Linked DNA regions of Camelus dromedarius: region 1 is linked to region 2. A link is a contact called in public Hi-C data. All regions are on one chromosome and are shown on one strand. The core of a region is the stretch at or near the end of the contact, and the rest is flanking DNA. Distances in the headings are between cores, read along the strand shown. Region 1 holds the start of ELP6 (elongator acetyltransferase complex subunit 6). Region 2 holds the start of SMARCC1 (SWI/SNF related, matrix associated, actin dependent regulator of chromatin subfamily c member 1).

What was found. A called contact is a pair of places that touch in the nucleus more often than the background predicts.
Region 1: a Hi-C map of blood shows a contact between it and region 2, with 7 times the contacts expected there. The contact joins the promoter of ELP6 here to the promoter of SMARCC1 in region 2. A contact is called at or near these places in 2 of 2 Hi-C or Micro-C datasets (blood and muscle).

What each region holds. Positions count from the first base shown.
Region 1 is chr17:35,163,304-35,169,217 of mCamDro1.pat, forward strand. ELP6 (elongator acetyltransferase complex subunit 6) reads left to right here and starts at 1,823. Exons shown (of 8, transcript XM_064496600.1): 1 at 1,823-1,952; 2 at 2,351-2,433; 3 at 4,122-4,200; 4 at 5,220-5,290. The coding sequence starts at 2,380.
Region 2 is chr17:34,981,605-34,987,648 of mCamDro1.pat, forward strand. SMARCC1 (SWI/SNF related, matrix associated, actin dependent regulator of chromatin subfamily c member 1) reads left to right here and starts at 2,741. Exons shown (of 28, transcript XM_064496598.1): 1 at 2,741-3,009. The coding sequence starts at 2,815.

The DNA of each region.
Region 1 (5,914 bases), core at 573-3,072, 180 kb after region 2:
CATCAGGCCTCTCCAACTTCTGTCTCACTGTCGGCTCTGAGGTTCCCTTCTCAGTAAAGGACCTCATCTGGGTGGGGTCAGCCACTGGGGGAAACCAGGCTAAGAACTCCCCTCCCTCATCTGCAGCCTTCTGGAAAGCACACTTCCTCCAGCTCTGCGAAAGTACCCGCAGGCCCGAGTCCCATTTGTCACTCACTCACTCACTCATCACATTTACTGTATCACAGGCACTCTTCTAGGTGCTTCACTAATCAAGAGGCAAAAATCCCTCCCCTCACCCAGCTTACATGCGCTTGAGGAGAGACACTGGGTATCAAACTGAGTTGTGAGTCAGATAAGTTCTGCAGAGAAAAACAACACAGGGTGAGGGTGGGGAGGGCTAGGGTACCGAAGGAGCTGAAGCCCAGTCGTGGAGTTTGGGGTGGAAGCAGGGCTGGGCTGGGAGACCTTGAACAGTGATGCAGCCCAACAAGACCGCTATGGGTTCTGGGGTGAGCGTCCTCTGTCCAAGGGCCCTCTCCACCCCCACCAACCTGGGGCAGAAATAACCAGGCCCCAGTCCCCCAGGTTCACTTAGTCACCAGACAAGGGGGCCCTCTGTAGCCCAGGTGGATCCTGGTAGGATGTCTGGCAATGCCTGCAGATCCTTCTGGGAAGTGGGGTCTGGGTGGTGCGACTCCACGTCTGCCACATGGGACTGACTTAGGGACGGTCTCACAAAGCAAAGATGTGGAGTTCGGGGAAGGAGCTCTACAGACATGTGGCAGGAGAGTCGTACAGGCAGAGGGGCAGAAGCTAGAGGCTCTGAGTGTGGTGGCGTCTGAGGCTGCAGGGAGGCCGGTGGGGCTGGAGCAGGTGAGGAGCAGGCGTTCCGAGCAGTATGGGGCCAGCCCTCTGAGGCCAGCTGAGGTCTCTGGCCTTTACTCTGAGCAAGGTGGGAGCCAAGAAGGCGTGAGAGTCAGGGCGGTGGGGACATTACTGAGAAGAGCAGAGCCCACGAAGGGCACAGGGCTGAGCTTCTGAGGGGGAAGCCAAGGAGCCTGGCTAAAGGTCTGCGAATGCAGGTGTTGGTCAACACTCAGGTCCTGGCAGCCCAGCCGCTTTAGGCGGTGTCTGCTGCCCTCCGGTGGGTGTGCTCGGGATTACCCCAGCCTTCTTTCAGCTTCTCTTGTGGGCTCTTGCCTGCGGTCTCTACGGCTTTTGCAGGTTCACCTCCCACTTGGGGCTGTAAAGACTCCTTTGTCACAGGCGGCGGAGGTGCCAGGCAGCACCTGGAGGAAACCAACTTAGAGATAGGACGGCAAGGGGAAACTATGGTGTGGACTCAACAGTGATTGGAACAGGGTTGGGGCAGGGCTGTGCGATGTTTGGGGATTTTTATTTTATTTATTTATTTTTATTGGAATATAGTTGATTTAAAGTATTGTGTTAATTTCAGGTGTACAGCATAGTGATTCAGTTATATATATATATATTTCTCATATTTTTATATTATAGAATTTACAAGATATTGAATATGGTTCCCTATGCTATACAGTAGGATCTTGTTGTTTATCTATTTTCTATACCTTACTTTTATCCTCTAATCCCAAACTCCTAATTTCCATGTATTTAGTAAAGAAGCGGCACTCTTACTCGCTGGGAGAAGGGATGTTTGGTTTGTCGCTTAGTCAATGTTCATGTTTTGTGTCCAACATGATTATGGAGTGGTTTACTTTTGTCTTCATCCATCATCATCTTCCTGCTGTTGATGTTTTCTGAAATTGTTTACGCTCAAGAGGAAAACACCAAGACCTAGCTGTGAGTGTCAGGTTAGCTCCCGGATGCCACAGCCTGCTTTCCTCTTTTTTACATATGCATAATCGTGAAAGATCCCACTCTTGGCTGTAGGATCTAAGTCGTTTTGACAGAGGGAGGCAGCCTCCATTTCCAGCCCAGGTGCAGAGCTTCAGGTAAGTGACTACATTCCACATCAATCTTAATCTCGCAGTTTCCATGGAAACTCTGGCTCACGGTGCGGTCCAGGCCAGTTGTAGCCCGAGCTTCTAGGACTGAGGCACACTGCGGAAGCTCGACAGGCTGCACTGTCCCGGAGCCCCGGGCTGGGGAGAGCGCGCTGACAAGGGAAGAAGAAACCAACCGGGTCCCGCCACACGGGGGAGCCCCAGGAGAGCAGCCGCACAGCCCAGCACGCCCAGCGCCCGGCCGGATGTGCGCCCTTGCGCGTGCGCCGGCAGCGGGTCCAGACGCCCGCCAGATTGGCTTCGGCAGGCGCTTAGAAGCGGCGTTGCGCGTGCGCGCTATGTCCACGTGGTCCTGAGTGGTGGATGTTGCTCTCTATTCTCAGCAGCAGCCCTAGTTCCTGGTCCGGAGCTCGGAATGTTCCCAGAACTCAACAACCTGCTCAACACCACCCCTGACAGGGCGGAGCAGGTAAGAGGTTGCGCAGTCGGGAAGGGGGCGGGCCCCGGGAGCGTGGCGGGTCCCGGGAGCGTGGCGGAAGACTGCATAACCGGATGAAGCGCTCGCGGACTCGTGGGAAATAACGCGATGTTCGGGGGGCCCGGTGGCTGCTGGGAGTGGTAGTCTGCAGGGGGCGCACCCGGGGCTGGGCTGGACACTTAAGCCTGCGGAAGGAAGGCTTCTGGACCTTCTCGCGTCTTCCCAAAGGTCGTGTGTGCCCTTGAAATTCTCCAGGAAGCACGTCCGACGTTCGGATTCGTTTAAGTTCACAGACGTGTACCAGGGAACCCTGTGCGTGCTCAGTAGAGTGGAAGTCCTGGCGCCCAGAAGAGGTTGCCGGAAGGCAGTGTTCGACTTCCCACCCTTCATGCGGGACCAGCTTCTTAGCCGTCATGAGCCGCCTTCTGGCCCGGAAGCGCTCGGCAGGTCGCAGTGAACGCTGCTGCTCCTCTTCCTCCTCGTGGCCTCCAGTAATGCTCTTTGAAGCTGTTCCCGGCCAACATTGGACTGTATAAGTCCACCTTTGGCACCACAGCCTCGCCACTCTGTTTTCTTCACCCTCCTCCCCGAACCCTAAGGCACCTTGAAATTTTTCACATTTTAGCCCCGGAGTTACCTCTCCTAGTAACACACCTGCTTTATTTCATAACTGTTGTCTTTCTAATGAAATAGTAAGCTCCTCGAGGCAGTCAAGATATCGTGAATGTAAAGCCTTTTTCTGATCCCACAGTGCTAAGTGAATTGTACTTTTCAGTAGAAGCTTGTGGATTTTAACCGCCCAGCAGTTCTTGCCTGCCCAAGCCTCCAGGTGGCGCTGGTTACCTTGCCAATTACTGCTAGCACCTCCCAAGTTCGCAGCCCAGGGCCAGAGTGAGGGAATGGTGGATAGGAGTGGGCACCAGGAAATGGCAACAATGGCGGTAACCCTCCAGGTCTGCTGCTGTGACCTTTCATATTTTGTAAGTGAAAAAAAGTCACGATAGCACAGAGGTGACCTTCCCTGTCACAGACAGGGAGCTAGAGGTGGATGGAGTAGGGCAGCCAGGCACTGCAGAGACCATCTTTAGAGGTCTTTCCAGGGCTCCCCATGATCAGAGTTCTACCTGAAGCAGTGTCCAGGGCCATTGGGAGAACTTTGTTACAAGAGGTCTCTGTCAATAACTGCTTCCTCCCTGTCCCTTACCCTGTGGACAGAATTAGAACCAGAATTTAAAGTAGGTGGATCAGATGACCTCTATTAAAGTTCCCTTACATTTTTGGCAGTCTGTGATTTTTGTTGGATTCTGATGGTAAAAGCTTCCTTTGTTCAGGATTTAATTCTCCCTAAGACTGATCCTTGAGTCACTAAGGCGAGGAGTGAGGAAAAGAATGGATTTTATTCTATTTTTGCCTTGGGAAAGTGGAAGCTAAGATATGCTTGCCCATAATGAGTGACTTAATACTAATCACTTTAATTGTTGGGTTTTCCATAATTTTGGCTTATTATTTCCTTCTCCTTCTTACTCTTTTTTATTAAACACACACACACACACACACACACACACACAGTCTCCAGATACAGCAGTATAGGGGTGGACACAATTGACTAGATTTCTATAGTCAGTTCACCTCTTTCCAGGGAGTGTAATTCACCTTTTTATGTTCTTCTTAACTTTTAGGGGAAACTGACTTTACTCTGTGATGCCAAGACAGATGGCAGTTTCCTTGTGCACCACTTTCTCTCCTTCTACCTCAAAGGTATGGAACTCATTGATGCTGTAGAAAAAGAAACCCAAGGCAGAGGGGCAAAAAAAAGCCTGTTCCAGGAAACAATAGAGATAGTATTAACCAGCCAGGGCTTTGGTGTTTGGGTAACCAGGTGACTACTTAATTAGGTAACAGATTATAGACCATCTTGTTCCCTCCCCAGCTCTTCCAGAGAGTAGCATGTGCTCATTCTGTCCAGGTCCTGCCTTCCCCTTCTCCATCCACTGCACAGACACTGCCCTCCTGAGGTCCTTGTGTGGCCTCCTGATTTAGTTGCTCCTCAGTCCTTGTGTATCTTGAGGTCTCTGGGCATTTGACCCATTGACATTTTGCCCTGTTGGTAGAAGCTTCCTAAAAAACAGGAAAGAAAACAGCATGGCCACTGTAATTCACACTTGAAAATTGATTAGAAGAAGAAAACAACCAAATGAAAAAAGGCTTATTTATCTATTGATTCTCCTTGAGTCCATACTGAGCCAGACCAGGATACAGGGTAGACCTTTGGCACTTCTCTTTGTAATAACTTAAAGCTTTGAAAGTTTTTTTTTTTTTTTTAGATAATGTTATTGTCAGCATGTAAAGAGCAAGAGAATCTACAGATAAATTATTGGAATTACTTATGTTCATAAGGTAGCTAGAGCTTCTTTGTGTTCCCCCTTTATCCTCTTGGATATAAGACCACTTTAAAAAAAATCAGTTGTATTTATGTGCACCAACAAACAGAAAAATGTAATTTTTTTTTCAAAATTGCCGTTTATTTACAATAGAACAGAATAAGTTTCCTAGTAGTACATCTCAGAGGAGAAGTACATCTCAGAATCATTGAAATAAGGTATAATTATTAAATATGAAAAAAAATACATTTTAGAATCAAATTGGGTTTGTCGGGTTGCAAGGCCTGTGGGTCTCTAGACCTGCATCAGTGCTTTTGTTTCCAGAGGTACAAAGTATACGAGACAGATTGTAAGTAGAGACTTTATTAAAAATCTCTATTTTATTTTGTTTTCCAGCTGATTATAAAGTCTGCTTTGTGGCACTCATCCAGTCCTTCAGTCACTACAATATCGTGGGACAGAAGCTGGTAAATATTCCAGGCCTCTGGGATGAGATCCCTGAGTGTGTGTGTTTAGTAGGCTTGTGTGAGTGTGGTCTAAGGCTGAACTTCCCTGTTTGAGTTTTAGAGAACTTAGCAAGTGAGGGACTAAGGAAATCCTGAGTTTCTGAACCCCTTATCTGAAGGGTGAAGGCAGCATCTCTGCGTGTTTTTTGAATTTATGAAGTTTGTAGAACCAGATCTATTGTTAATTAATCAAACCCTTCTCTACTGAGTCTGGACCAGTTAAGGTTTTCTCCTCAGTGTGAGCTTTAATCTTGTGTGTTTAATTTTTAATCCTAGTGTGTTAGTGATCACAATTTGGTCTGCTGCTAAGTTGAGCGCCTCCCACTCTCTCTCCCTAAGTCTAGGGCTGAGGACCCAAATGTGGGAAGAGATGCTTTTTGTCACCTGCCCCTCACTTTATCTTGGTTTGTCCTTTATCTCATTAGATGCAGGCAAATAAGGATAAGATGGCCAAGAGAATGGAGAACCTCCTGACCTCACCTGGGCCATTACTTGTGACCTGTGATTAGGTGGATTTACTGGGTGGTTGTCGTTGTGTGTATTTGTTTTTTGTTTTCATCAGGCCAGCCCAGAGAGGGAGAGAAC
Region 2 (6,044 bases), core at 1,491-3,990:
TATGTGGGAGGGAAGCCAGCGTGGAATTGGTTACATATAGGAGATCTGATAAATAAGTAAATATAGTAAGGATAATAGCAATTAGAGTTCCAATTTTTAGAGAAGGAAGTTACAAATATGTATTTAGTCAAGTTTGGAAGCACCTAAGTTTGTCTAATAAAAATATATGGAAGGTTTGATGAGGAATGGGATATTTACATACTTTCAAAATAACTCCCCAGAAAATACTAATTAATTACAAAGGCAAAAATAATTTCACAGTAGAGAAGCCTGGCAGATACTCTCAATCAAGTCATCAAAGTAATGGAAGATATTAAATTATGTGCCACTTGATTGTATGCAGTGACAAAAACACAGCATGAAGGACATCAGTCAAACTCACATTGAGAGGCATTCTATAAAATAACTGACATGTAATCTTCAAAATTACCAACGTTGTGGAAGTTAAAGACTGAGGAACTCTTCCAGATGGGAGGAGATTTGAAACCTTTACCTCATGCAGTGCATGATTCTGAACTGCAAACTTTGGTATTAGGAACTTATGGGGGCAACAGGGAAAACGTGAATGGGGTCTGAGGATAGTATTAATGTTAATTTCCTGGTGTTGATGGTTGTGTTGTGATAATGTAAGGATACACTTGTCTGTAGGAAATGCACAGTAACATTTTTGAGACTCATGGGCATCACGTCAGTAAGTGACTCTCTAAAGGTTCAGGAAAAGGAAACATTCTTTGCACTGTACTTGCAATTTTTTTGTAAGTTTGATATTATTTCAAAATAAAAACTTAAAAAATGTGATGTAACCATTTCATTAAAAAATGTCCGTCTTTATATGTGCTCTTCAATTGTTCAACCTTTGATGAGAAATTTTAGATGTTTTCCTAAAAAAAAAAGGCATATGGTTTTCCAAATTATTTTCCAAGTTATATGAGCAAAAAAGTGGGAATACCAGTGCATTGGAAGAACTAAGCTCCCTCTCTATGGCTCTAGGCAAATGAAATAGCTTTTTGAACTCCTCCAGTGCATTTTGTCTGCTCTACTCTCATACTATTAACAGAAAACACACTGTAGTAGGGGAGGGGTATAGCTGAGTGGTAGAGTGCACGCTAAGCATGCATAAGGTCCTGGGTTCAAACCCCACTACTTCCATTAAAAGAAAAAAAAAAAAAAAAAAAGGAAGGAAGGGAAGAAAGAAGAGAAAAGATATTGTAGTTGGGAAGAGGGGCTGGCTCCAGGACTGACTCTTGAAAGCCAGTTACTTCATATCTCTCTGCCTCGATTTCCTTACTTGCACTAATGTAGGTGTACTTAGCACACAGCATGGCACACAATAATTGCTCCATAAACACCAGCTATTATCATTATTTCTAAAGTCTGAGATCCTAGAGAGCATGATTCATGTTTTACTCATATCTTATTCTCATTGTTTCTGTCCTAGACATCAGGTCATCTTTTCTTCAGTCTTTCTTCTACTGAAGCATTTACATTGCTGCAACTGATACTTCCCAATATATAAATCTGGTCATGTCATTTTCTTTGTTCAAGCTGGTTTCTCAATGCTTAGAAGATAGTCAAAATTCACTGCCACCCCAAGTAACATCTCTGTTTTCACTCCATGGGTTTAAGGAGAGTTTCACTCTGCATGCTTTCACAATTCATTGCCTTTGTTCCAGTTATTCAGTGTGTCTGAAATCTCCTTTCCTCCCTGATCACATGCTATTCATTCTTAATGTTGGTTTCATAACTCACCGGACTTTCTCACAACCAACTAGTCACCTGCTATTCTGGGGTCAGATAGTTTTATGTTCAAAACTCTGTAACGGCCAATCATACTTTGTTAGTAATTTAAAACCTCTCTGTTTCCCTGTAAGTCACTCATTCATTCATTCATCAAATATTTATTGAACACCTGTTAGGTAACAGGCTCTGTTCCCAGCATTGAGGGTACACCTGTGAATAAGACAAGGCTCCCATATAATTTATGCGTAAAGTAAGAAAATAAGAAAAATACCAGGTCGTGGGGAGTGCTACGCAGAGAATGTCGAGTATGATTAACTGTTCAAGCTCGTATCGTCAGGGACCGCTTTTCTTAAGTATCTAAGCTATGACTCTAAAAGCGTCTCAGAGACTATTAGAGGGGAAGAACTGTCCAGGTCGCGGGAACAGCTGGTGCAAGGGCCCCAAGGCAGGAACGTGCTGGTGTGGTTGAGGCCATGAAGGGGAGGAAAGTGTGTGAAGCCAAAGAATCTCGGGGTGGCGTTCCCCAATGGGTTTACAAAGGCCGACAGGTGCCTCGTGCAGAAGGTCTAAGGGCAAGCCGGGGCAGGCGCAGATTTCCACCCGGAGTGTGAGTTCCTCCGCCAGCACGCGACACTCTAAAGGGGCTTTCCCCTCGGAAGATCTCACACCAGCCCGTTTCTCCCCAGCCGTGGCAGGCGATGACACAGAACCTCCGTGCAGCTGTAGCCCGCAGAACGATTCCACACAGGAACCTGGGAAAGTGCCAGACTCGCAGAGGCCGAGGCTGGGTGGCGGAGAGGGTGAGCAGTCTGCGAGCTGGCGGAAGAGGCGGGCGAAGGTGCTCGTCAGCGGCCCGCCTGGCACGAGTGCTGCGCATGCGTGTGCGCGTGCCCTCGTCGGTTAGGGCGCCGGTCCCGAGAAGGGGCGGGGCCGGGCATCCGCGCCGGAAGAGGGCTGGCTGGGCGGGGCCGGGAGGCGGCTGTGGCGGCTACGCGCGCGCGCGCGCGCGGGTGCGAACGGGGAACGCCGCGAGGGCCGGGGCAGGCCGGGCGGCGGGGACGACGGACGCCGACTATGGCCGCGGCGGCAGGCGGCAGCGGGCTGGGGACGGCGGCGGGCCCTGCGGGCGCGGGAGGCGCGGCGGCGGCCGCGGGCCTAGCCGTTTATCGGCGGAAGGACGGGGGCCCGGCCAGCAAGTTTTGGGAGAGCCCGGAGACGGTGTCCCAGCTGGATTCGGTGCGGGTCTGGCTGGGCAAGCACTACAAGAAGGTGGGTTCGCGCGCCCGTAGGGGCCGGGAGGCCACGCGACGGGGTCGGGGGCGGCTACTGGCCTCGCGGGCCTCGGGCCGCCCCTCCCCCCGCGCGCCACGAGGGACAACAAAGGCAGGCACCGGGCCCGCCACGCCCCCGCGGTGTGCTCTCGCGGGCGCCCGGGGCGCCACCGGCCCTCGGGGCTCCGCTCCTTGGAGCCCACGCACCCCAGCGAAAGACCCTGCTCATTGCTGTGCAGCAGCAGAACGAGCTGAGCAACGCGGAGGGTGTGAATCTTCCTCTTTTGTTGGCTACTTGATGTGTGTGAACAATGATTATTGAAACTGCCTGAGCCAAAGCTGTAAAAAGCAAGTGCAAGTTTTGTTTAGAGACTAGTCTTCAAAGTCAAGTGAGGTGACTAAGGTTTTACTACCTGTTGTTGATAAACCATACCGACCATACTCGGACGTTAGTAACAAGTTAATACAACGAATTACAGTCTAAATGAGAACTATATAAAAAAAATGACGGCTTTTACGTCACAGTACTTCTGGTTATGTATAGTGTGAGTGCAAGAGTTAATGTTCACCTGTACCTCGTGCGAGATCTTTCTTAACGAACCCCATGTTTGTTAGATCATCCCACTTCATATCAGCTTTATTTTCTTCATACCACTGTTAGAGATTCTTTTCATTTACCTGTTTCTCCTACCTTTGGAATGTAAGTTCCACTAAGTCAGTGGTATTGAAAGCTGTGACTTAGCCCCTTGTTTATGTTTTTTAGCTTCCTCTTCACGTAAATATATAGGAGTGACTCCCTTAGAAGGTATAAGGAAGCAGACTGCCAAAAATAATCCCTCTGCCTCCGAATTTCCGGAACATCCTTTTCAGTTCTCTACTTCCCCTATTGTGGACCATAGCACTGGGGCAAGGACCTTGTCAGGCCTGTTCCCTACAACGTGTCCTAGCCTTTAGTAGTTGTTTAGTAAATGTTGAATGAATGAAAAGATAGTCTAGGAACCGACCGATTTGGGGTGTTCAGTGCAGTGAAGTCTTTCAGCTTCTGGAAGTTGTTAGACAAGGGCAAGGATCTTGGGTTATTTTGACATTACACTGTAATGCTTTCAAAAATGATTATTTCTAATCTGAAGTTTCAGGAAGTGAGACAATTTATATTTTAATTTACGGTTTATTTTCTTATGATTTGAATTCCCCCCACCCCCCACGAAATTTTGGAGTCACATTTGGGATTGTAGACTATTCTCATCTTCATGTAAGTAGAGGAGGATATTGTTCTTCCTTATACAGTGATAAATTGGTCACTTTTTGATGATATAACTCAATGGTATAGTGTGTGCTTAGCATGTGCAAAGTCCTGGGTTCAGTCCCCAGTACTTCCATTAAAAAAAAAAAAAAAAGACGAGCAAATGTGGTTACTTTTGTGCAGGTAGTTGAGCTTCTGGTAATAGCTAAGGGAATTAAATATATTTATATTATGAAAATATTTTTTATCATGTACCCTTGAGCCAGTACACTGGGTCTTAAATTAATGTGCCTTAATGTATTTTATCACCATTCTGGGACCCCCCCTCCCCCAGTTTTATTGAAATATAATTGACATGTAAGTATAGCTTTAACAAAGAAATACTCAGGAGGAATATTCCCTTGGATATCAAGGAAGGGGAAAGAAAAGTGGAAATACAATAATAGTAATTTCGACTTCTCCAAACTCTGTGCATCTCTTTGGGCTCAATTTTAAGAGGGCAGCTTTAGGCTTGGATAGTCTTTCAGAGATTTGTTTGGGTGGATGAGGAAGTGGCTGTGAGGCTGACTGCAGGATTTGTCCCAGAGTGCTGAGGCCAGTTGGCTAATACTGGCTCAGTGTCCCTGAGGCCTTAAAGACAAAGTTAAAGTTAGGTTTGACTTCTCAGAGTTTCAAAAAACCAGAGTGTATTTCTTGGGCCTACTCAGATTCAAAATTGTATATCCCTTGTGCCTGACAGCCAGAATCCTATCAGCCTCTGAAAGTGTTGTTGGTGTGGTGAAAGTATTAACCAGAAGGTTCTTTGCTTATTTTATACATGATACATCTCTACTTGGTATGCACATTGATGGGACTTAACTAAACTTTTCTAGTGCATTTCATGCTGCATTTTCAACTCTATGAAATAAACATGACATTGGTAGTACCATTTTTATTGATGGGTTTATGCATACATTTGGTGAACAACTGTGCATCTACCTTATCCAGGCATTTAAAACATAACTCACGTAAATCCTCACAACAGTCCTGAATTATAGGTATTATATACTTCATTTGACAGGTGAGAGAAACCTGAGGCTCCAGTTTAAGTAACGTCATTAAGATTACAGTTAGGAGTGGCAGATTTGATTCAAGGAAAGTCTGCCTGGCTCTAAACCCTAATTATTTTTTTTTCCTTTACACGTAATCCCTTTCTTTAAGGAACTCACAATGTTGTGGAAAAGGTAGACACAAGCACCAACTTGTAAAAACCCAGATGATTTCAAATTAAAAGAGAACTTCCTTGCGTTGTTTTTGTCTTCTGAATGCACATAGGAGGTGCTCAGTAAATATTTGTTCAATGAATGAACAGATTAACTAGTCTAGGAACCTATTTATTAAGGCTTTGTTGATAAATTTGGCTTAGTAATACAGAAGGGAGAGAAAGAATATTTTTTGACAGGGATGAGCTTCAGCTAGCCAAAAGGAGTCCAGAGGAGGTGACCAGTTTAGGTAAGCGGAAACTTAAGTGTAGGAAGGTTAACTGCCTGAGGTTGCATTTTAAGTACTAGTGATGCAGAAGCTTGTTTATATACCTAAGCTGCCTACTTTGTATTATTGCATACATATCTTTCATCCTAACTTTGATAAAGATGAGAGATGTATTTCTGTCCATAGTTTCTGAGTGGTTTTCAGATGATAAAACCTTGACCTCAAATTGATTCAACTCAGATACCTTGGAGATGAAGTATATCTGTAAGCCATTAAGTTTCCAGGTAACTTTCTTCTTGAAGTTCGGCTTACTCCTCAAA